4 separate regions of the Mus musculus genome follow, and regions 2, 3 and 4 are each linked to region 1. A link is a contact called in public HiCAR-type and promoter capture Hi-C data. All regions are on one chromosome and are shown on one strand. Each heading gives the region's core, a stretch centred on a gene start, on an enhancer-like site or on the middle of the called end of the contact. The rest is flanking DNA. Distances are from core to core; before and after follow the strand shown. Region 1 holds the start of Tmem126a (transmembrane protein 126A). Region 2 holds the start of Fam181b (family with sequence similarity 181, member B). Region 3 holds the start of Ctsc (cathepsin C). Region 4 holds the start of Rab38 (RAB38, member RAS oncogene family).

Region 1 (6,084 bases), core at 1,758-4,257:
GAAACAACTAAATGGGGGTGTCTATGTAGGGGTGGTGGTAACTACTGCTCAGGTACGGATTAGGTTCTCTATTGTAAGACGGTAAGTGCCAACCAAAAGTGGAATTGGTGTGAGTTCACACTAGAAGATGCATCAATCGCCACAGTAATGTTTCACATCTTCTATCTCTAATGTTTCTATCTTCTATCCCACTTCACTAGTGCCTCTTACCTACTTTTTAAATCTATTACCCAAACTGGCTGCATTAGGCAGTAAAGTTAGTTGGATCTGTTTTTTCCTGCTTGAAACCCTAATATAGGGACCTCCTGTGTTTCAGTAACACTGTTTTCCTCAAATATGACAGATCCTTGCTTTGTCATTTCTTTGATCCCGTTTCTGTTCTTCTCTTAGAGGTCATGACCCACTCATGACTGGGTGGAATCAATCTGACAGACAACCTTTGAGTTGCATACCTAGGACCCACACAGAAAGGGAGAAGAGAGACTCCCGACAGTTGCCCTCAGCACAGGTGCATAGACACAGATCAACCTGAAGTTACTGTGACTGTAACCCACTCAGGCTTTCTGATGGGAAAGGAGTTAAAGAATATTCTGTAGAAGGGCACTGTACTATACTACTTTTTAATATCAGCATGCTCCTTAAACTCTTTTTCATCTTAAAGATCTTTAAACATCCATTTCTGTCATCCATCTTGCAAAATATTCCATGGTACTCTTTTTTTTTTTTTTTTTTTTTTTTTTGGCTTTTTCTATACAGGGTTTCTCTGTATAGCCACGGCTGTCCTGGACCAGGCTGGCCTCGAACTCAGAAATCCGCCTGCCTCTGCCTTCCAAGTGCTGGGATTAAAGGCGTGTGCCACCACCGCCAGGCCATGGTACTCTTAATAAAGGTAAACATAGAAATACACTGAGAAGATAAGAGATGGGGTTAACTTGAAAAGGTCTTTTAAGTTATTTATAAATGGATCCATACAGTTTTTTTCACCCCAAAAGCTGAATGGAAAGGTGGGTTCATCAATTAAATATTTCCAAAGTTCTAGTTTCAGTTTCCATAATGAGTTATACGATGCACAAAATGGTTAGTGTCACTGGGCTTCAGGGTGGTTTTTGTTTTTTCATCAAAGCAAAAAGACAGCTCAGTTTCCTTTGGGTATGCATAGTCCTTCAAATTTAAGATAATCTTTTGAAACACTTTTAGGTAAAGACATTTTAAGACTATGGAATCTTACCTGTCTGATTCTGGAAGTTGTTTAATTTTTCTGGATATGATATTAAGTATTAAATCATCTTTGCTAGTACTTGGTTTATGACTTTCCATCTTGGACCTAAAAAAAAATATAACAATCCCAATTTAAAAAGTATATCTAGAAAAAGTCTTTTGAGATGCATAATTATGTAAGAGATGTAGATTAACTTAATGTATATATAGCATATAAGATTTCCCTCTCCCAATACAGCATACCAGAAACCTGAACAAGAAAAGCAGCGCATAAGTTTCTAAGACACTCCACAATCTTGATTTTCTAAGCAATTACTACATACATGAAACATTAAAAAAATGACTTAATTCAGACATGGTGACATGACTGTAGTTGAAACAGTTGGGGGGTGGGCTCAGGGCTGTCCTTGATAATACTGGAATTTGAGGCCAGCAGAGCTACATGAAAATTTATTACAGGAAAACAAAAATCCAAAGAATTTGTGCTAGACAAGTGGGGTGGAGGGGTGATGCAACAGACAGAGCCTCACATCATGAGAGAAAGCCAACATCCAGTAAACAACAAAAACATGAGGTGGAAGCTAAGATAACAGGGATGTCATTAGGTACACAGGTAATTAGTTTCACTTGGAAGCATTCAGGAAAGCTGTGACATCTGCTGGTGGAACTATAAGTTGTATTTCAAGTGTAATAGCCACTTTGTAAAGATGATTAGGTGTCAAGGGTTAGAAAGGGCTCAGTAGTTTTGAGAGAACACTATTGCAAAGAACAAGGGTTCCAGGGGACTGGAATCCTCTTCACCCTTCATAGGCATTGCAGGCATGTGGACACATGATGAAAGATTCGAGCCCTAGCACCCACGTCAAAGCTCACACACAGCTGTAACTTCAGGCCTAGGGTGATCTAATGCCCTTTTCTGGCCTGAGCAGGCATGGTACACATAGGATGAATATCAGTGTAGAATGGTGGATTCGTTTTTACTAGATTGGGCTCTTTAAAAACATACTTCCTGGTGACAGGAAAAAAGTCTGCAACCTGTGGTGATACCTCTACTATTGGGAAGCTGAGGCCGGAGGGTTGTGAGTTCCTGGATGTACTCCAAGACCCTATTTCAAAAGATAAAACAGTAGTAGCAATAAACCAAAACTCAGAAATAACCTGATAATAAATCAGCCTGTCTTGGGTCACCATTCGTATTAGTTAGCTGTGACAGCACTGGAACAATGTCTTACCAAATCTTGGGTACCTGTTGTATATATACAATGATTTGGAAAATGCTGCATGTGCAAAATTCCATAAATCTTGACTTAAAAATTAACCTCGAAAGTAAAATACAGATTTAGCGGTTTAGATCAGGATCCCAGGATTCAAGTCCTGTTTCTTCTTCCTGGTATTATTTCTCAGTTAATAAATCCCCATCAAAGACAAAGACACCTTGAAATACTACAAAGATCTCTGAAAGTTTCTGCATAAAAACCAAGCATCGGAAAATTAAACGTAGCAATTTGTAAATTGGCAGTGATTCTTCAACTCAATCAATTCAGCCAGGTCTTCCCCCTCACGGGTGGAAAGTGAAGACCGGGTCAGCACACACAGCGTTCCCCACCCTCGTGGCCACCCCGCGCCTCTCCCAGCGCGACATTGGCACAGCTACTCACCATTCGGCAGAATGAAGGCAGCTAATGGCAGCCTCCCCAGCCGCCGGTGCTTGCCCGGGTCCTCCCGCGCCGAGTCTACCGCAACCTTCGCTAGGGTCGTCTGAGCTCCATCTTTGGCTCACACGTGACTCTGTCTCCGCCTCTGTTTCCTGTCCACGGGCTTCCGGTCCAGGAGACGCTAAACTGTGGACTAGCGGTGAGGACTGGCGAGTCCGCTATAGCCCATCCCGGGTACAGCCTGCAGAAACAGCGGTGTGGCGGTGGCTGGGCTCGACACCACCCCGCCTGGGCACGCAGCCCGACTTCCGAGTCCCCGATCCTGGCGTAGGTTGCATGGCAGCCGCTAGGCTACGGGCTGATGAAGGCAACGTTGGCAGTGAAGTTAGCCTGAGATTGACTTTTTGCTCCATCTCGCTCTTGGATCTTTGTGCCATGTTATGCTGTGGGTGACTTCCAGCAGAACGTGAGCAATTCCAGAGCGAGTGCTTTTTTTTTGTTTTGTTTTGTTTTCCTCAGCATTCCCCATGTCCTCTAGAACACTGCTTCTGTGAAACAGGGTTAACGGAATGTAGTGAAAAACTAACGGTTCAAAAGTAAGGGAGCCGCACGTGATAACGTACGCCTTAATCCCAGAATTCAGTAGCCTGAGGCAGGGGGATTTCTGTGAATTCCAGGCCAGTCTGGTCTGCGTACAGTGTGAATTCCAAACAAAACAGCCAGGGGGAGGCTTAGGGTATAAGTCAGCACCACTGGGAACCAATGTTGTGAGTTTCCGTCTCAGTTTTCATCTGCATCTGTAAAACAGGAAAGGACAAAATTCTTTACCTGGTTATTTTGTAAAATTGTGAGTAGACTATAAAGACGCTTACCAAACTGAGAGGCCTGGAATTTATCAGAAGACTAATGAGTAAGATCCCTGTCCCGAAAGATTCCTGTCCCGAGAGGCATCAAGTCAATTCTAGTTTTTTTGTTTTTGTTTTTATTTATTTATTTATTTATTTATTTATCTATCTATTTATTTATTTCTAAATAAGACTGTACTCCAATTCCTGTGGAACCAAACCCCGGTCCTCTGCAGGAGCAGCAATTACTCTTAACCAATGAGCGGGGTGTTTGTTTGTTTTTCCCCAGTCCTTTTTACACTTTCCTTGTCCGGTGCTGGCATTAGGGTAGCGCTGACTTATTAGTGTCATTTAGCAACTGTTCACTTTTGGGAGCGTTTGTATCATTTTGATGTCATTTGCTGAATGTTTGGTAGAATCATCACGGGAGACTTCTAAGCCCAGAGTTTTCCTGATTGATAGAATTGTAATATAAATTCAGCATCTATAATAGATATTTCACTGTTCTATGCGTAGATACCTTTTAGATTGAACATCAAAACTTTTCTCAGAACAATTGAAATGTCCATTTGGTCCAAAATTTCAAGCTTATTGGATTAAACTGTTGATAAATATTTCCTTATGTTTTTAATATCTGTGTATCCTGCAGTGACCTCATATGTCTTCTCTTGATAGTGTTTTATTGAATCTTTGAAGCCTGATCAGTCTAGCTAGTGTGATCTTAAAAATTTTTTGTCTGTTTCACTGTTTTTTGGGGGTTTTTTGATGTTGGATTTTATGTTTTCAACTTGAATTTTTCTTCTCTGCTGCTTATTCCTATGTGTTTTCTGCCCCCCCCCCCCCAGTTTTCTAAGGATGTGCATGAATGGGGTCACTGGTGTGAGACCATTTTACTCTTCAGTTTGTGTGTTTATTGTCAGAAATTCCCTTCTAAGGACCTCTTTGTTCCCACAGATTTTGAAATTTAATTTAAAATTAAAAAAAATATTTCCATTTAGTTCAAAAGTCTTGTAATTTCTCTTAGGTTTCTTGACCTATGGTCTATCTAGAAGTGTCTTGGTTTCCTAATCTCTTTTTAAATCTCTGATTCAGTTCTCTTGTGGTTGGAGAACATACTTGGTAGAATTTGAATCCTTTAAAAAAGTGTATCGATATTTATAGTGCAGATTCTGGTCCAAACGGGATTTTCATGTGTGCATGAAAAGAATACATGCTCGTCTGCTGTGTCAGAAGTTCCTGAAAGCAACAGCTAAGACGAGCTGGGGAATTATGCTTCTTTGCTGGTTTTGTGCTGGTAGAGGTGGGGTCTGTGTTGTCCATATGTAATATAGATGATTTTCCTCTTTCAACTTCTGGAACATCTGGAATATAGGCACATGCCACTCTGCCCAGAGGACAGTATTGCTTGAGTGTTCTTCATCCTTCCTCATTTGTACCAACTTTTCTATTAAGTACCATGTTACTGAACTCTCCAACTGTTATAAGAAAATTTTCTTTTCAGATTGTCAAAAATGTTCAAGCTCTGTTATTATATGAATAAGGGATCCATGATGAAATATCTTCCTTGTCCCTCGCTAATACTCTTTGTTATAAAGTCTACTTTAATATAAACATACCTACTGCAGAAACTTGACTAGCTTTAGTTTAAGAGAGGCCTCCCATGTGTGTCCACTGTAAATGTTTCTGCTCGGAAGGGCATCCTGGGACTTGGAAGCCCAGGAACCACACAGCTCTGAGGTGGGACAGTGTCCCAAGGGAAGGCTGTCTAGAGACACGGGAGCTGAGGAACCTTACAGCTTTGAGGTGGCTTCCTCAGCAGAGGCATGGCAGCTCCTAGGGAAGGGTATCCCCAGCTGAGCTGAGGAATTCAGGAGTCTCAACCCCACCCCTCCTCTTTGCTTCTTTTCTTCCTCTCTTCATTATTGCTGCTGCTGCTTCTTCTGCTTCTGCTTCTTCTGCTCCTCCTCCCTCCTCTTCCTCCTCCTCCTCCTCCTCCTCCTCCTCCTCCTCCTCCTCCTCCTCCTCCTCCTCCTCATCTTTTTCTTGGCTTCTTCCAACCAGTCACACCAAGCAGAAAATCTCATGAAAGAGATTTATTGGAGGATCCAGGGCATGGAGGGACAAATCCAGGGATGGCTGCTTTCTGTCCCCAGGAGCGGACAGCAAGGAACTGGACAAAGGGACAGTGCTTATATAGGATTCCTGAGGGGTGGAGCTTTTCAGGGCAGAGATTTTCAGAATGAGAACTGGTAGGATTTCAAGTGGTAGAACCCCCAGGAATTGGTGGGGTTTTCTGTTCAGGTATTGGTGGGCTTCCTGTTCAGGGATTGGTGGGGTTTTGTGGGATTGGTGTCTCTTTTTCACTC
Region 2 (6,084 bases), core at 2,176-4,675, 2.6 Mb after region 1:
TTTACCCACAAAAAGGAGGCAGCTCTCAGGTGGGCTTTTGTTCGAATAATGTCCTGAAATCCTTGTGTAAAAGAACAATATGAAATCTCAATTCTCCCAAACGGTTTGGGGTGAGTTCAGCTCTTGAGCCCCTAGGGGGCTTGGTTCCCAAGGAGACTAATCCCACTCGCTCAGCATTAGGCATCACCAGGAGGAAAGAGCTCTAGTTTGGAGATCTGCAGAGCCCCTGGTTGCAGGCGGGAGCTGAGTCCCTTTGCTCTATAGGAAGTGAAATGTATTGATGTCAAAGCCACTCAAGAGAATGTTCTCACTCAGGGGTAGGAGGAGGGGCTGAAGAGCCTGGCAGGAGTGAGCCAGTGGCTCAACTAAAACCAATTTTATCCCACATACGATTCTTCCAAAAAAGGGGGCAGATGAAGCAGTGAGGCCACGATTCAGACTGGGTGCAGATAGCTGGGTAGGTGAACTCCTAAAAATGCCCTCTAGTTTCAGAAGTAAAATAATTCCAAGGAAAAGTTACTACTTATTTTCCACAAACATCACATCTTTCACTTACACATGCCTTTGTCTGGGCTGTTCTCTCAGAGAGATAGTACAAATTTGCTTGAAATATTCAGGTACATCATTTAAATCTTTGCTCCAATTCTACCTTGTCTTTAAATGCCTTGTCTTCTTTGGGCAGCCTTAATGGTCCCTTTTTGACTTTAAAAAATTTTTTTATTATTTTTTATTCACTTTACATCCAGATGACAGGCCCCTCCCTCCTTCCTTCCTAGTCCTACCCTTACAAATCTCTCCTCCCATTGCTCCCACCCCTTCTACTGAGAGAAGGGGAGACTCCCTTCTTGAGTACCATCCCACCCTGGAGCTCCTTGCCCAGCAGGACTAGACACATCTTCTCCCACTGAAGCCCCTCCAGCCAGTCCAAGTAGAGGGGAAGGGGATCCAGTGGCAGGGAAGAGACCAAGACAACCCCCACCTCCATTCCACTTTGACACATCTGTAGCACAGTGTGCAGCTTGATGATCCCCCCATCTCTGGCACCTTTAGTTTACTAAGGTCATATATTATAGTGACTTGTGTGTAATGTCTGCCTTTCGATTAGCAAAAGTATAATCCATAGTTTTTCATCTCTGCATCCCTGGTATATGCACATCCATTTTCCTGCCTAATGAATAAATGACTGGATGGGCATATATAGGCATATAAGGGTCAGTTTTATGAATCATGAGAAAGAAATATTTTTTTATACATATAGCTATCATGTTATATTTATTTTATAGGTCAGAGTCCACAGAAGAAGTTTTGTATTGTCCGATAATAAAGGCAAAATTGGACTCCAGTTTTCTCTGGCTATAATTTCAGCACTTTTACACTGTTCTTTCAAAGTTTGTCTAACCCATAAGCACAGCTGCTTTCTTGTAATTGAAAATAGGCACTTGGCTGGGGACAAAGGACAAATGATGCTGATATTGTAGTTTGCTATGTTGTAATAGAATGGGTTGGGCACAAGTCAAGAACAAGGAGTTCATTGGGCCACTATTTTATATCAGACAAGGTGAGATAGCCTTTGCTGTAGTAGGAGAAAAATAATTCTTGCCAGTAGCATTTGCCTACTGTGCAATATAAATAACCTTTTCAAAATCCACGAGAATAGTTATAACTATTCTCATTTCTCAGATTAGGAATGGACATGATACAGAAAATGAACTGACTGGCCCAAGGACTCTTCCAACTTCCAAAGCAAATATTAATCAGGAAATTAACTTTGATGTGTTAGAAGCCCAACTATCTAGAAGTGAAAAGGGATTTTTATAGATTAATATTTATAGTTTATTTATTTTAAATATGATTGTTAGAATTTCAAGTGTAGAAATCTTGCACAGTTGCCCTCTGGCCATTTCTCATTAAACTCTTGGCATCTCTACTGGACTCTGTGTGACTAAATGATACTGGACATCTTTGAATCTGAATGAAAGGTACATGACAATTGAGCCAATGTGAGTTAAAACAATTTTGACTCAGCTTTATGTGTTTAAGTACCTATTCCCATCACTTAAATAAAACCTGTCTTCTTTGGTAGGAATGCATGCTCCAATGTGGTTCTGTTATAGCTGCAGGAAAATGGGTCTTGAAGAGAAGACTGTTAGAAGACATGGTCGGTACCTCTTCAGTGACCTGCACCATGATAACTAAGAGAACTTTGTTGTGTGCACGAGGCTTTTCTATTGTGGCGTCAGTTAATCCTCATGAATACTGTGATGGAGAAGACATATCAAGGAGTGCAGCCATCTCCACGGGTCTCTTCTTTCATAGCAAATGCTCTATGTGCCCAGTGAGGTGGGCAGCCTCACTTGTGTTGTGATGTAAAAAAGCTAACCAAAGCAGAGCATGGTGAGATGGTCTATCCAAAGCCATGTACCCAACAGAGCAAGGATTTCAGTCCCAGGCTGTTTACTGGATAGGCTTAAACTAAACCAAGACCAAGTCTTTTCTCAGTGACCTTTCACGATGGACCGCGTTGTTCATTTTCTCCACCCCAAGAAGAATGAATGTCTGGTTGAAAGTGTCCTAGGAAACGTGCAGGTGATCACTCGACTACAGCAGCACTGCGTGGGGGGCAATCTACGTGGCTTCAGAAGTAGAAAACCTAAGAGGCCAGAGCTGTCTATACACCCGGGACTCTCTCCCATCAAGAAGTGGCTCAGGGAGACTGACTTTTTTCTTATTTGACCTTTGGGCCAAGGGCTGGCTTTGACTTAACTTTAAGCTAGTAGTAACTTCTACCAATCCAGCAGTAGAAGCAAGAACATCAGACTTGAGGGTCCTGGGAAAACTGATCAGAATCTTAGGATCAGAAGTAGAGTTTGAAGATTCAAAGAGACAGGGCCAAGAGAATACAGATTAATCAGTTTGGGAATGGCTTTCTTTTCTGACTGTACTAGATGTGGCTATGGCCAATTCTCCGAACTTCTCAGAAGTCTAGTTTCTTTTGCTGAATGGTAACAAAACATGTAGTTCATGAGGCTGTTGGACAGGATTAAATGGCATAAAGTCATTAAATGGGCAATGACCAGTACAGAGCGATTCCAGGAGCTGGTAGATGGTGGACCTCACTGCTTCCAAAACTGGAATCGAAACCCAGATTTGTGAACTCGCTTAGGGACAGTGTCCAGGGCCAGGGTGTGGTTTTACAGAAGCCTAGCTGGGGTTGGAACACAGGCTTTCTCCTCACCCCTGGCGATTGAGGCCAGTCAAAACAAATGCCCCGGGGCACAGGGAAAGGAAAGGGTTAAGGTCTGAGAAAGCTCGGAAAACAAGAAAAGCCCAAGTTTCCCGCCCCCTTTATACCCACTACCAAAGCCTGGCTACGTAAGCCCCTCCTCTCCGCTACCGGGGCGGTCGCCCTGCACTCCCTCCCTCCGCCTCTGGCTTACAAGATCTAATGAGCTCCCCCGGGAGGCTGAGCCGTGAGCCTGGGTCGGAGCGAGCAGACAGCGCCTCGCCTGGGCTGGAGCGGGCCGGGTGCGCACGGGCCGCGCTGCGGACGGCCGGGGAGCCGCAGCGATGGCGGTGCAGGCTGCGCTGCTCAGCTCGCACCCCTTCATACCCTTCGGTTTCGGAGGCTCCGCGGACGGGCTGGTGAGCGCCTTCGGAAGTCTGGACAAAGGCTGCTGTTTCGAAGACGATGAGAGCGGGGCGACCGCGGGAGCGCTGCTATCGGGGTCCGAGGGCGGGGACGTGCGCGAGGCCACCCGCGACCTGCTCAGCTTCATAGACTCGGCGTCCAGCAACATCAAGCTGGCGCTGGACAAGCCAGGCAAGTCTAAGCGGAAAGTGAACCACCGCAAGTACTTGCAGAAGCAGATTAAGCGCTGCAGTGGCCTCATGGGGACTGCACCTCCGAGACCCGCGTCCCCGAGCGCTGCAGATGCTCCAGCCAAACGGCCTCCGGGAGCCCCGACCGTCGCGACCCCAGCGCACTGTAAGGCCGCCCCGCGGAGGGAGGCGACCCAGGCTGCAGCTGCCGCCAGCCTGCAGAGCCGGAGCCTGGCTGCTCTTTTCGACTCTCTGCGCCACATCCCCGGGGGTGCAGAGACGGCTGGCGGTGCGGAGGCGGTGTCAGTCCCGGGCCTCGGAGCAGCAAGCGCTGTGGGAGACGGGGCGGGCACCGCGGTGAGCTCAGTGGCTCCCGGCACCAGGAAGGTCCCGCTGCGTGCCCGAAACCTGCCCCCGTCCTTCTTCACTGAACCATCCCGGGTGGGCTGCGGCGGCGCCAGCGGCGTCCCATCGGGCCAGGGCGTGAGTCTGGGTGACCTGGAGAAAGGGGCGGAGGCCGTTGAGTTCTTTGAGTTGCTGGCGCCAGACTTCGGCAGTGGCAACGATTCGGGTGTCTTGATGGCCGCGGACCCTCTCGATCCGTTCCCCGCCGGAGCCACGGTCCTACGGGGACCCCTGGAGCTGGAGTCAGGCCCCTTTGAGCAGCCGGCGATGGTGGGGAACCTACTATACCCCGAGCCCTGGAACACCCCCGAGCTGTCCTCAGACCAAGAAGCCTCCTGTGGCTGGCGTTCGCGGCGGCGTGACCTTGAACGAGCCTGTGCGCCTCCTGTACCCCACAGCCTTGGACTCTCCAGGTGGGGAGGACGCGCCAGCCTTGTCTTCTTTCACCCCCTTCTTCCCAGATTGTGCGTTGCCGCCGCCCCATCAGGTGTCCTATGATTACAGCGCGGGCTACAGCCGCGCGGTTTACCCCAGCCTCTGGAGACCAGATGGGGTCTGGGAAGGGGCTTCTGGGGAGGAAGGAGGGCATCCAGACTGACTGCGAGGAACTCGTTCCTTTCATTATGACTACTGTGGGCTGCGTGCCACTTTGGGTTTCTTCTGAGAGGAGAGAACGATGGGAGAACGCAAGTAAAGACGAAATGGGATTAAAACAAACAAACAAACAAACAAACAAACAAACAAACCCTCAATCCATTTAATAAAGGATCTTCAGGAAAACAGACGAAGTGAGGATTGTTTTAATCACAGCCTCAGATTTTCTTTTCTTTTCTAAGTGAGTCATAGATTCCTACTTGGACAGACCAATTAAAAAACCCAGAGACAGGATTTGGGTGGGATGATCAAGGGTCAAGAGTAAGACAGCTTTTACTGTCTCATCTCAGTTCAGCCAAGGTCAGTGTGTTTAATGTCATTATCCCCTTCAAACAGCTCCCTGGTGTCCTCCCCTGACTACATTATGAATTAAAGCCTATATTGAAAGAAATGGAACAGAGGTATGTGGTCATTGAGTTGAGTGTTTTCTTAGTGTTTTCCCAATTTCTCAACTTTGCTAGGTGGACGCTGCGGGCGGGGCTTGGGTGCTGGCAAGGTCATGTCCCAGGCCTCCCTTCTTTCCCCCTTTGCCTTCCTTGGTTTTTGTTTTTGGCGCGCGGGGGTGGGGGTTGGGGGGATGGGGTGGGGTGGGGAAGCTGAAGGTGCCATTACAGTTATTTTTCCACGATGGAGGATATTAAGCCCAAGACTTTAAACACACTAAAACCAGTTCTGAGTGTGACTCTGTTCTTCTCTTCTTAAGATTTCCCTTCCCCTACCAATCTCTGCCTTTCCCATCTCTTTCTGCTGTTACCCTTGAATAGCTTACTCCATGGCTCTAGCCTCTCATCTCTGCTCTCTGCCTTCTTCCAAATCTCTGAGTTAGGAGGAAAACCTGGCAAGTCTAGAGTCCCATTTCTGTCTTCCCCCTTTCCTCTTTCCCAGCCATTTTTTGAGAGAGAGTTAGAAGACAGATGATAACCTCTTGATTTTAAGTTTTCTTATTATAACAGGATGACAGCGTTTCTCCACTTCTCACTGTTGTAGCTGTTTGGGAGACTCAGAAGTAAAATACACAAAATGTCTTGAAACTGTTGCACTGCTTGGACCTGCAGGTGTATTATGTCTCTTTATAAGCAGATAAATGGTTTTGGAGTGAAAACTGTAGAACATGTTATTCTCATTTTGTTTGTTTGTTTCTTTTTTGTTTGGGGCGTTATGATAGCTGTACAACTTTATCATCTTCTTTCAGCCACACCCCTGTAT
Region 3 (6,084 bases), core at 2,561-5,060, 2.2 Mb before region 1:
GAGTTTTGAAGAGGTGTGTAGCAATAAGGATAGAAACAAAGTACCAAACCCAGACAGGGCATTATAACACTCTAACAAACTGTTGTCTCTTTTTATCTTGTTGAGGATAATTTTGAACCGGTCTCCCCAGCATGACCTGCACAGTGGCCACACACAGTCAGTCCATTTCTTTTTACAAGTACCTACTGTGGTTGTGCTCACTTCAAGACTCCAGAATCCATCTTAGATTCTTATTCAGGCCCGTCACTGAAAGTACAGCTCCCACGTCAGAAATTGACCATTTCTGCCCAAGTCGCACTTCTGTATGGGCTGTCCTGGAACCCAAATTCCTTGCTGGACTGACTCTGATTACCTCCAACTTCTCCTTATGTGCACCTCTCATCCCCAATTCTAAGCCGTACCTTCTTTGCTGCCTTGTCTTGATTCTGTCTATACATATTCCCTTCTCACTTTTACTTTTCTAGACATTAATCTCAAGAAAGTTGTTTAAGCCTCAGATTTACTAAGAATAAGATCGAATTTCAAAATAGCTACTGAGTAGAATTATACCATACCTATTATATAGGAAGGCTTGTGTTTATTGCCTTGGTGCTATTTATTAAATAGGATGGTATATTGCCTTAATAAAATTTAATACACTGACTAAAAAGCAATTATTATTCTTATCATCAATGCCAGAACTATTTGTAACAACAAATCCCACATGCAGAGTTGATATGTCCCATGTTCTCTCTGCCTCTAAGTTCTTTTATTTTGATGTGAATTCAAGTATGGTGCTTTTCACATTTATTCACAAGGCAGACTGTGGAATCATGATGCCAAATATCATTATATCATTCATTCTTTTAACAAATATGTGGCGAATTAGTTGTATGTTAGGAATTATTTTGGAAACTAGGGTTTAGAGATCTAATGACAGGGGAAAGATGTCCAATAGATATTTATACAGTGTGATGGTTTGTATATGCTCAACCGAGGGAGTGGCACTATTAGAAGATGTGGCCTTGTTGGAGTAGGTGTGTTACCGTGTGTGGGCTTTTAGACCCTCATCTTAGCTGTCTGGGGGTTAATATTCTGATAGCAGCCTTCGGATGAAGATGTAGAACTCTCAGCTTCTCCTGCCCCATACTTGCCTGGATGCTGCCATGGTCCCACCTTGGTGATAATGGACTAAACCTCTGAACCTGTAAGCCATCCCCAATTAAATGTTGTTCTTATAAAAGTTGCCTTGGTCATGGTGTCTGTTCATAGCAGTAAAACCCTAACTAAGGTATATAGTGACAGTCTTAGTAGATACCTCACTGGGTAAAAGTCCTTGCCACCAAGCCTAAATATGTAAGTTTGAACCTGGGACTCATTCGGTAGAAGGCTGGAATTTACTCCATACTATGTGTATCTCCTACATATACAAAATCAATATATAAGTGCAATGAAAAAAAAGCTTAAGAGAGAAGAAAAATGGTTCTAAAACCATAAATATACACAGTGGCAAATGTGTGTGATACCTGAAGTTATCTGTTATTGACTCACTTAGTCACTGTAAAACCAGCTGAGATATAATTACATACACCTTATAAATTAAAGAAAAAGGGGGAAGGAGGAGAAAGAAGAGGAAGAAGAAGAGGAGAAATAAAAGAAGAAGAAGAAGGAGGGGGAGGAGGAGAAGGAGAAGAAGGAGAAGAAGGAGGAGGAAGAGAAGAAGAAGAAGGAGGAGGAGAAGAAGGAGAAGGAGAAGGAGAAGGAGAAGGAGAAGGAGAAGGAGAAGAAGAAGAAGAAGAAGAAGAAGAAGAAGAAGAAGAAGAAGAAGAAGAAGAAGAAGAAGAAGAAGAAGAAGAAGAAAGGCAAAAGACAGTAACAGATCTACAGATTGTGCCACAGCCAGACTTCAAGTCTGAGAAAGTTCCTGAAGATGCTCCCTAAACTTCAAATTGATTTTGTATCATCTAAAAGACTGTTAAAAAATACACTGCTGAAAAGAAATGCTGGAATTTACTTCAACATTCTCTGGTTTGGCAGAGGTATAAGGTAAAACTCAGAAACTTGCATAACTTAGTTTATAAACTGGCACTGGAATTACACTTCCTGAGCCACACTATACAGTACCATCTCGGAGGCCCAAGGACAAGTGTGTATTGCTTAGAAACTCATATTATCTTATATCACTCAACATATACTAAACTTTGGGGCGTGCAACTTGCACATGTTTCTTGCTGATTCTCCCTAACTGGCAATGACATTTGACAAGTGATTCAACTCTCTAAATCTCCATTTCCTAATATCAGGATGCATTCATTAATCCAAAGTGACCCACAATCTTTGCCATTGACTTTAGAAAGGCTGCTTTAATTTCTTTTTAACAAGTAAGTGTTCTACTTTGATTATGTCCATCAAAGGAATTCCCAGATCCCACGTTTAGCTCTAAGATATGGATCATTTAGTAAAATGTTTCAACAACGACAAACTGTAGAAATTTAGGAAAGTGATGCTATCTGTAATGGGGCCTTTAAAAGAAAATGCTAGCTTAATTATACAATGTCAATTCTTAATCCTATAAAGGCTTTTGAGATCTAGAAGGTGTCAGCTCCTCCCCATTTAGCTCTTGTAGCCTAGTTTCATATGAAAGAACACTCTAGCCCCTTAGTTATCAAGAAGGACCCCTATCAAAGTGTGCCTTCAGGCTTAGAAGCCTGAGTGTTTTTAAAGCAGAATTCAGAGACAGAAGTGGTTTGTTCTTCAACCACATTGCTTCCTCGGACTGCATGTACTCAGTGGAAAAAAAAAAAAAAAAGTCTGCACATAAATATCTGTGATCTGTGGGATGGGGTTTAAAAAGAAACAAAGTGCACAAGCCTACTAGGTCAAAGAGGCTCATCAAGTCTGCCTGGTTCATCTCTGTATTCTCAGATTAGCTCAGAATGATCATGATCCCAGCCAACAACAGCCAGGCAACTCAAAACAGCTCTCACAAGAGCAGGATGCTTCGCTAAAGATTACTACTTAACAATTGCAGGCAAGAAGACTGACAGAGGAGGCAAGGTTCAACTATGCTCCCTTCAGCTCGCCCTTGGGAAAGCCTGACACAGGAGCTCAGAAGACCACTTCATCCTGAGCAAGCTACTTCCTCTTTCTCTAATTCTTGCTTTCATTCTGAAAACAGAAGGGCTTGAGCAATGTGATCACAATGTGATCACCCCAGTCACCCGCAACCCCCACCCCATTCAACTTAATCCTAATAAAGTTCCAGGGAGGGAAAACAAAACAGATTCACCCAACCTGTAAAGGTTCACTACAATTGAAATCTTCGGGTAAACAGGCAGACCGGAAACCAAAGAAAACCCTGAAGATAAAAAGCTAGATTTGGTAAATGGAACAGAAATTCTCAAGACTATCTTAGGTTAGCTAGTAAAGTTTTTCCACGGAGTCAGAAATGCAGGAAAGTGCACCAAAAACAAGAGAAAGAGAATTAGCCTCAGTAGACTTTAAGACTCTTGTCAACCCTGTATTGCACAGGGTAGATTCTATTTTAATCACACTGGCATTACAAAACACCGCTACAGAGTTCTCAGCTTTGGCGTTCCTTGAAAGGCAGAGGTCCCCAAAGGCCACTTTCCTTCTTCCTCCTAGTGGTGCCTGTCCCCACCCTACACTGTCACTAACTAACTTCCTCAGGCCACCTCGTGCTGCCTCACCTAGTCACACCCTGTCCCTCCCTACATCTCAGTCACTCCACGCCCCCGTCCTCACAGCCTCGCCGCTCCTCCCCCACCTCATTCTGTTCTCACCACCCTGTAACCCCGCCCCGCGGACCCTGGGTTTCCGGGCTCTTGGGTATTTTAAGGCGGGAGCCACTAGGGTCGCCTGACTGCCATCGAGTGGTGTTCCAGTTGAACTTGCTTTCTCTGCCATCTGCTCCGCGGGCGCCGTCAGCATGGGTCCCTGGACCCACTCCTTGCGCGCCGTCCTGCTGCTGGTGCTTTTGGGAGTCTGCACCGTGCGCTCCGACACTCCTGCCAACTGCACCTACCCTGATCTGCTGGGCACCTGGGTGTTCCAGGTGGGCCCTAGAAGTTCCCGAAGCGACATTAACTGCTCGGTGATGGGTAAGCGGCTTCCCAGGGTCCCGAGTTGTCCTTTTCTGTCCCTGAGTCCTTGCCTTGGGGCCGGCGTTTCTGGGTGACTGGAGAGTTAAGAGCTGACGAACGGCCCCTTGGGGGATCAGAGCCAGGGCCGCTAAGTTGAATTTGAGCTGCTGAGAACTTCTAACTTTACACTTATTTTCCTGATTATCTCACAACTCATGTTCAAGGAAACGCGCCCCTGGTTTTTTACTTGTTTTATTTGCTTTGATTTCTTAGAAGCGAGTGGAGAACTGCTTTCTTGACCCTTCACTCAGGTCTGACAGGTTCTTGTTTTTAAAATTCAGAGTCTTGACTGCTGAGCTCAGACTCTAGGAGTTAGCCTTTTTTTTTTTTTCTTTTTTTTTTTTTTTCTTTTTTTTTTCTTTTTCTTTCTAATGGGGGCGCTCCTTCTTTCCCTGTGAGGTAGTGGGAAGAGACCACTTCAAACTGGGCCTGTTTTATCTGCTACTTTCCTTGACATTTCTGGACGCCTTGTTTAAGGAATTTCGAGAGATATACAAAAGCTTTTTCCTGTCTCTTTTGTCACATTTTACAGTAGTGTTTGGATATGACGGAAGCAAACGCAATGCCTAACACTTGGCTCTCAGTGAGTATGTAGTAAATGAAGACTGGGGCATTCCACGTGCCTCGGATATAGGAAAACAGTAGTACAGATAAGAAGAGTGACACTTATGGTCTCCCCAGTCAGAGTTGCACAGAGAAACTCAACTCTGAACTGTAGTTTTCTTGTGAGTAGAATAAATGCTGTCATATATCCCACCTCCCCTGCCTCCAACAAGGAGTCATTTACTAAATTCCAGGTGACTGGGTTTAGCTTAATCCTGGGTGGTGTCTACAATTGTTTCTTTTCTAAATTTGAGCATGGAGATGAGGCAGAAGGGAGAGAAAAGGTTTGCATCGCCTTATCATATGAAGTCTCTGATAAGTTATTCCTTCACGGTAAAATGAGCTAATTCAAGCCAGATCAGGGACCTATCTACCTATCTGTCTGTCTATCTATCTATCTATCTATCTATCTATCTATATCTCAGGTTTATTTGGAAACTGCTTTTGGCAGGGGAGGCAAGATCACAGATCAGGGAAACAGCCTTGGGAAGGGAGACAGAGGAGAAGGGGAAGAGATTGAAAGTTCCCATGGAGAGAAGGTCTGAAGATAGAAAGGACAAGAGGCCGGGCAGTGGTGGCACACACCTTTAATCCCAGCACTTGGGAGGCAGAGGCAGGCGGATTTCTGAGTTCAAAGCCAGCCTCGTCTACAGAGTGAGTTCCAGGACAGCCAGGGCTACTCAGAGAACCCTGTCTCGAAAAACCAAAAAAAAAGGAAGGACAAGAGACCAAAATGACTGGATTATATAGGGAAGAGCCTCTGGTGGAAGGGCAGCCCAACCCTTAGGCTGGAAAGTTCAAGGTTTGGTACACCAGGTAGGGACATAGGGATACTGGAAGAACCTGAAGGTCAGGCCTGCCTTGATGTGTAAAATATGCACTTAAGCCCCTGGGGTGGGGGTGGGGGGGGCTTGCTGAAATCCAACAGTCTCCATCTAGCTTGTTAATCTGAAAGAAAGACAGAGACAGACAGAGAGAGAGAGAGAGAGAGAGACTAATGTGTAAAACTCTAAGATGGACACAGCTGAACAGCTGAATAGCCTCTACCTATAAATCTACTTTTGACTCTAATCCAACAGTTAAAGACACACAGAAGCAGAGCAGTGGTGGCACACGCTTTTAATCCCAGTACTTAGGAGGCAGAGGCAGGTGGATTTTTGAGTTCGAGTCCACCATGGTCTACAGCGAGAGTTCAGGGACAGCCAGTGCTATACAGAGAAACTCTGTCTCAAAAAATCAAACCAAACCAAACCCAACCCAAAAAGACCCTGTTATTATGCAAGTTAAACATTAGTACCTATCAACTCAAATTATTTTTATATCTTTGAGGAGAGAGGTA
Region 4 (6,084 bases), core at 1,465-3,964, 2.0 Mb before region 1:
GTTGATGCTAAAAAGGTGTAAGTGCTTCTAGTTCCTGAGGGCTCTTCCTGGAAAATGAAGATACTGAATTCGTCACAACTGTGAGCAGACAGAATGTTTCTCTTTTCTGTTAGATATAATCTGCCCAGTGCGTATGTGGATGACACTTGCCTGATACTAAGCACTTCAACAAAATCAGAAGATAGTGGTTCAGCGGTTCTATACATCCCCCTTAGTGTTCCATTTTGAGCAAAGCTTCTGAATTATCCCACAAGAAGAAACAGCTATTTTGATGAAGTTTTAAACTTGCTTGTCATTTCCCATTAAGAACTGTCATTTAGTTAAATCTAATACACACACACACACACACACACACACACACACACATTATTACTTTCTTTTTGTTCTGGAAACTAAAATTCAAGGTGTTATACATGTGTGACCACCCAGGAAAGAATTCTTCTGCTTATTAGATGCTGGTAGAGGCTGAAAGTGAAGGTATGTAATTTCAGAGGAGCAGAGGAGAAAGACTTTGGCCATCACAGACTTTTTGCTCACTCTTTTATACAGTTTAAATCTCATCTCTTATATCATCTCACTACATGGAATCTTGGAATCACAGTTTTCAATCTTGCTTTCTTCCTTCATAATTACACAGAATACCTCACTTCATAAAGGGATACAATGATGAAATAACACTGCATGGACCGAGTGTTATTTCTTCTCTGAGCACCCCAGATAAAGGTAGAATACTGATCCCAAAGACCTGGTCCTTCTTCCCTCACAGCCTTAAGTTCCTCAGGGAATACTCACCTGCCCAGTGAGTCTTTCTCTGCCCCCTCCCCTAAATAAACACTTAACCACACATAGGCTTTCCATATTCCCTTTCCTACTTTACAGGTGCATTTATCTAGCCGTGGCTCTCTGATTATTTGTTTATTCCCACAAGCACACGGGTATCTGCAAAGGGCAGATACCTATGAACAAATGGTTAAGTGAATGAATAAGATGCCCCTCAACAGAGGAATGGATACACAAAATGTGGTACATTTACACAATGGACTACTACTCAGCTATTAAAAAGAATGAATTTATGAAATTCCTAGGCAAATGGATGGACCTGGAGGGCATCATCCTGAGTGAGGTAACCCAATCACAAAGGAACTAGTACAATATGTACTCACTGATAAGTGGATATTAGCCCAGAAACTTAGGATACACAAGATATAAGATACAATTTGCTAAACGCATGAAACTCAAGAAGAACGAAGACCAAAGTGTGGACACTTTGCCCCTTCCTAGAAATGGGAACAAAACACCCATGGAAGGAGTTACAGAGACAAAATTTGGAGCTGTGACGAAAGGATGGACCATCTAGTGATTGCCATATCCAGGGATCCATCCCATAATCAACTTCCAAACGCTGACACCATTGCATACACTAGCAAGATTTTGCTATAAGGACCCAGATATGGCTGTCTCTTGTGAAACTATGCAGGGGCCTAGCAAACGCAGAAGTGGATGTTCACAGTCAGCTATTGGATGGGTCACACGGCCCCCAATGGAGGAGCTAGAGAAAGTACCCAAGGAGCTAAAGAGAACTGAAACCCTATATGTGGAACAACAATATGAACTAACCAGAACCCTGGAGCTCTTGTCTCTAGCTGCATATGTATCAAAAGATGGCCTAGTCAGCCATCACTGGAAAGAGAGGCCCTTTGGACTTGCAAACTTTATATGCCCCAGTACAGGGGAACGCCAGGGCCAAAAAGCGGGAGTGGGTGGGTAGGGGATTGGGGGGGGGGGTATGGGGGACTTTTGGGATAGCAGTGGAAATGTAAACGAGGAAAATACCTAATAAAAAAAAAACCACAATCAATCAATCAATCAATAATAAAAATAAAACCATGGCTTCCCTCCCCCCCCCAAAAAAAAAAAAGAAAAAGAAAAAGAAAAAGAAAGAAAGAAAGAAAGAAAGAAAGGAAGAAAGAAAGAAAGAAGGCGTTGAAACCGAAGAAGACCTGGATTTGAAATAGGCGTTTTCTTTACATTTCTAAAGTGGGACTCCTCACTTGTAAAAGGAAAAATAATGATACTTTTAAGACTTCCAGGATGACTAAATGGTGTGTATGAGAAGATTTATAAACATCTGCCGCTACTTACAATGATAAGACCACTTGTGTGTTGTTCAGCTTGGAGAATTTAGGATAGGAGTGGAGGCTGAAAGAAAAGTAAGCCCTTAGCATTTCCTCTCAGGTGGCCTCTACTTTAGGTCATTAACAGTTGAATAGGCGCTAAGAGATAGCATTACCACTTTATAGAAGCCCAGGCAAAAGGAGATTAAAGGGTTTGCCTAAATTCTTTCAACTCTAAGGGCCAGAGAAGACCTAAGTCTACTGCTTTGCTGTTTCTCAAGGTCTCCCCAACTTTACAACACTGTGTGGGTGGCAACAGGGCTTAATAGCCTCAGAAGACCTGGGTATTTTTCGACACTCAGTTCTCTCCCCGGCAGAACGTGGAAAACAAAATCCACATAAGTTTGTGTCATGGACGGGAGGCGAGAGAAAAATCTCTGTGAAAGGAGTAAAGCACTGTGCAAATACCAGCTTGACAGGCAGTAGCACTGGGGTCCCGGGTCCTTTAGCTTCCAGTCCCAGGAGTTGCTCTTGTCTCCTCCCACTCTGGAGTCCGCAGAGTAGGAAGGAGGATTAAACCCGGGGGAGGAGTTCCGCACCAGCTCCCTATCCTGCGCCAGCACGCCTAGCCTAAGCGCCCACATAGAGCTCCGGTCTCCGTCGGTGCCCAGCCCCGGCTGTGCTTCCCAGAGCAAGCTCCAGGCTCCGCAAGACCCGCGGGCCTCCAGGATGCAGACACCTCACAAGGAGCACCTGTACAAGCTGCTGGTGATCGGCGACCTGGGTGTGGGCAAGACCAGCATTATCAAGCGCTATGTGCACCAAAACTTCTCCTCGCACTACCGGGCCACCATTGGTGTGGACTTCGCGCTGAAGGTGCTCCACTGGGACCCAGAGACGGTGGTGCGCTTGCAGCTCTGGGACATTGCTGGTGAGCGATCAGAGCAGCGCGCAACGGGTGAGGGTGGAGTGAGCCAGTGAGGAGTTCGGGGGTGAAGGTTCGGGGAGTGGAAAATGACTTTTCAGTCGGTTCCAGTCCCGGGACCCTTGAGTGCAATCAAGCAGGAGATCCGGATCGCCTGGGCGCTCCACTCTTGGAAAGTTTGGCTTAATGGCTTGGAAACCTGATTTCAAAGAAATGGAAGTGTTTTCTTTTCTTTCTTTCCTTTTTTTTTTTTTTTTTTTTCTTTTGCTGTTGTTTCTGTTGGAGTCGTCCCCACTCTACCTGTAACTTCTAGATAACTTCGCTGGCTCTCACTGGCTGTGAGAAAGCGAACCACTTTCTCCTGGGATTCTTGGGTGCAGAGAAGGCTGTCGCCTGGACTCACAAGGAGATTGTAGTCGCATTCTTGTTTCATTCTAGTCCTTTTCTGGACACAGGTAGCCGCGACTTGGCCCAGAGTATCTCACGTGGCTTTCATCCTTCGTGTTTAGAGGGGAAGCCCCTAGGAAATTTAAGAAGGAGCAGGATTATCTTAGGAATTTAGTTTCTTTCAAATCTCACTACTATCATCTCCTTGCTTATTGGCCTCTTCAGTCAGAAAAATTTGAGATGCTAAATTTGTATACATCTAGAACGAACTATCTCTTCTCACTCCACTCCCCTCTTCCCCATCTCTCTTCCGTCTCCCTCCATCCTTGGCTATCTCTTCTTCACTTTCCATTTCAAACAGGAGACTGTGTATGTTTTTTAGGAAAACATTAAAAAAAAAACCACAAAAACAAAAACAAAACGGAGACAGGGTCCCGTCATGTAACTCTGCTAACCTATATCAAGCTGACCTTGACCTCATAGAGACCCACTTGCCTCTGCCTCCCTAGAGGCAAGGGTCGGGGTTATGGTGATGTTAATGTCGTTTGCTTTAAGATTCCTTGATTTGATCTTGGTGTATTTTTTGAGAAATCTAAAGTATGAAATCAGAGTTTGACTAACAGCTTCTACCAGCTCCTAGCCACAATAAAGACTGAGGCAGGCTATAGTTAGTGCTCAATACTGGGTCCTACCTGGCTGCTTGTAACCTGGGCATGCCTAGCATTCTAGATGCTAACTCACCAAAGCAGTAGCATTTTAAGCTGCAAATGGCTAGGCAGCGACAGCTCAAGAATCTTCTTGCTTTGGAGTTTTAAACTCCAATGAGATTTTCCATGATCCCTTTCAAATAACCCTACTTAATCTCTCTTCATAGCCCACAGTACCAAGAAGCCTTTGATAAGCTCTGGATTGAAAAGAAGCAGTTCTTTTTCAAAAGATGTGCTCATTTGAACTAGTGCATTTCCCTGGAAACACTTTGCCAGGACTTGAGATGGGCACTAAGAAGGAAAATTCCTCAAAGGACATGTACAGTCTTGAGATGCATTCGCTTCTGTAGCCATGAGCTTGCTGGTCTTGAGATAAGGTTAGTTGGTGTAGCTAGGTTCATGGTTTGGAGTCTTTGGCAGTTCTAGAGAAGCATGAGCTATTAGAGACTTGGAGATTGCATCAAGTAGAGCCTTTTGAGCTTTTCACTGTGTACCTGGGCCCTCTGTCGCTGCACGTTTTAGTGTCTGAAATGTCTTTCAGCTGTAGCAGTTTTCTCGGGACCCCAGTTTAAAATAGCTTACTGTTTAAAAGATGTAGCTGTAGCTAGCATTATTGAACTAGCATAATTATAGTCTAAATAGCATTATGTCTTCAGCCTTGTTATATGTTGGTGAGTTTTAGTTTCCTCTTCTAAACGGGAAGAACAGAAAGATGTAATGATTCTGAGCTTCCAGAGTGAGACACCTCTAGAGAGAAATACCTTCTTCTGAAGACTACCGTGTGATTACAGATAAATTCTGATATCTTTGTTTAGCTTTTGATATCTATAAACAGGGAGTGTATTTTATCTCTCCAAATGAGAGAAGAATAAACAATAATGCAAGGTAAAGGCAATAGTGCTACACTCTAGGAGTTACCACTCTTTGTACATTTATTTATAAATACTAAGCAAGAGGAACATGCCATACATACACTGACTAAGTCCTAACAAGTGGCAGTTCTTATATCACACATTTATCTTGCCCTCAAATGCCAGTCCAGCATCAGTTTAGTCTCATGCATTTGGCAGCATAAGGCAGTTTGAGTTCCACACTTGCTCTCAGAAGCAATTTAACTCCCACACTTGGGAATCCTTTCCTAAGCCACAGTTTCAGACCAAAGTTTTGGTGAAGGCTATAATCACAGAAGTCTGCACAAGTAGGGAGTCTGAAGGATCTGAGCTCCATTCAGCAGTCAGAGCGGCATCCAACCCCAAGGTAATGCTCAGCTCACTTTGATAACTTCAAGCTCAAAGGCCCTGAACTGCTGAGTTGGAGGTTGAAAGATGTTTGGGTAAAAGCAAGGTAATTGGCGGATAGGATGGTTGTAACGTAATTGTTTCAAGTTGTATTAGAGACCTCTGGGTTCTAAGGGGATATGAAATCCAACCTCCACTCTCCACTGAGATTCAAGTTAGGTTAAGTATGCCTTTGAGTACCCTCAAGTCACAGCATGCCACTCTCCTTTTCTTAACTCTAATATGTATCTATAAAGAACGGGTAGTAGTCAACTGAGTTTTGAGAATGTTCAAATTCTTTTTCTTTTTACTTAAAAAGTAAAGCATAGTTTTATGTGTATGGGTGTTTTGCCTGCATGTATGTCTATACACCATCTATGTGCAGTGCCCATGTAGGCAAGAAGAAGGCATTTCAGTCTCTGGAATGGGATTTACAGAGTTGAGAGCTACCATGTGGGTGCTGGGAATTGTACTCAAGTAGGTCTTCTGCAATTGCTGTCAAAGTCCCTAACTACTGAGCTACATCTCTAATTCCTCTCCTTTGTTTTATTTTGTTTTGGTTTTGAGACAATGTAGCCTAGGCTACCCTTGAACTCACCGTGGAGCCAAAGTTGATTTTAAAACTTCTGTTCTTCTTTCCTGTGCTTCCCAAGTGCTGAAGTGACATGTGATTG

What was found. Promoter capture Hi-C pulls out the DNA fragments that hold promoters and counts their contacts. HiCAR-type assays count read pairs that join an accessible place to other places.
Region 2: a contact with region 1 is called in a HiCAR-type map of astrocytes, with 5 times the contacts expected there. The contact joins the promoter of Fam181b here to the promoter of Tmem126a in region 1. A contact is called at or near these places in 1 of 39 promoter capture datasets (cranial neural crest) and 3 of 115 datasets of contacts at active chromatin or transcription factors (astrocytes, embryonic forebrain and embryonic limb bud).
Region 3: a promoter capture Hi-C map of pre-B cells shows a contact between it and region 1. The contact joins the promoter of Ctsc here to the promoter of Tmem126a in region 1. A contact is called at or near these places in 2 of 39 promoter capture datasets (the C10 cell line and pre-B cells), 1 of 484 Hi-C or Micro-C datasets (B cells) and 1 of 9 other capture datasets (liver).
Region 4: a contact with region 1 is called in a promoter capture Hi-C map of the HPC-7 cell line, with 3 times the contacts expected there. The contact joins the promoter of Rab38 here to the promoter of Tmem126a in region 1.

What each region holds. Positions count from the first base shown.
Region 1 is chr7:90,454,196-90,460,279 of GRCm38.p6, forward strand. It overlaps Tmem126a (transmembrane protein 126A), which reads right to left and starts at 3,008. Exons shown (of 5, transcript NM_025460.3): 1 at 2,877-3,008; 2 at 1,229-1,324. The coding sequence starts at 1,317.
Region 2 is chr7:93,076,454-93,082,537 of GRCm38.p6, forward strand. Fam181b (family with sequence similarity 181, member B) reads left to right here and starts at 3,426. Exons shown (of 2, transcript NM_021427.2): 1 at 3,426-4,532; 2 at 4,534-5,269. The coding sequence starts at 3,568. The coding sequence ends at 4,822.
Region 3 is chr7:88,274,275-88,280,358 of GRCm38.p6, forward strand. It overlaps Ctsc (cathepsin C), which reads left to right and starts at 3,811. Exons shown (of 7, transcript NM_009982.5): 1 at 3,811-4,100. The coding sequence starts at 3,929.
Region 4 is chr7:88,427,559-88,433,642 of GRCm38.p6, forward strand. It overlaps Rab38 (RAB38, member RAS oncogene family), which reads left to right and starts at 2,715. Exons shown (of 3, transcript NM_028238.7): 1 at 2,715-3,045. The coding sequence starts at 2,844.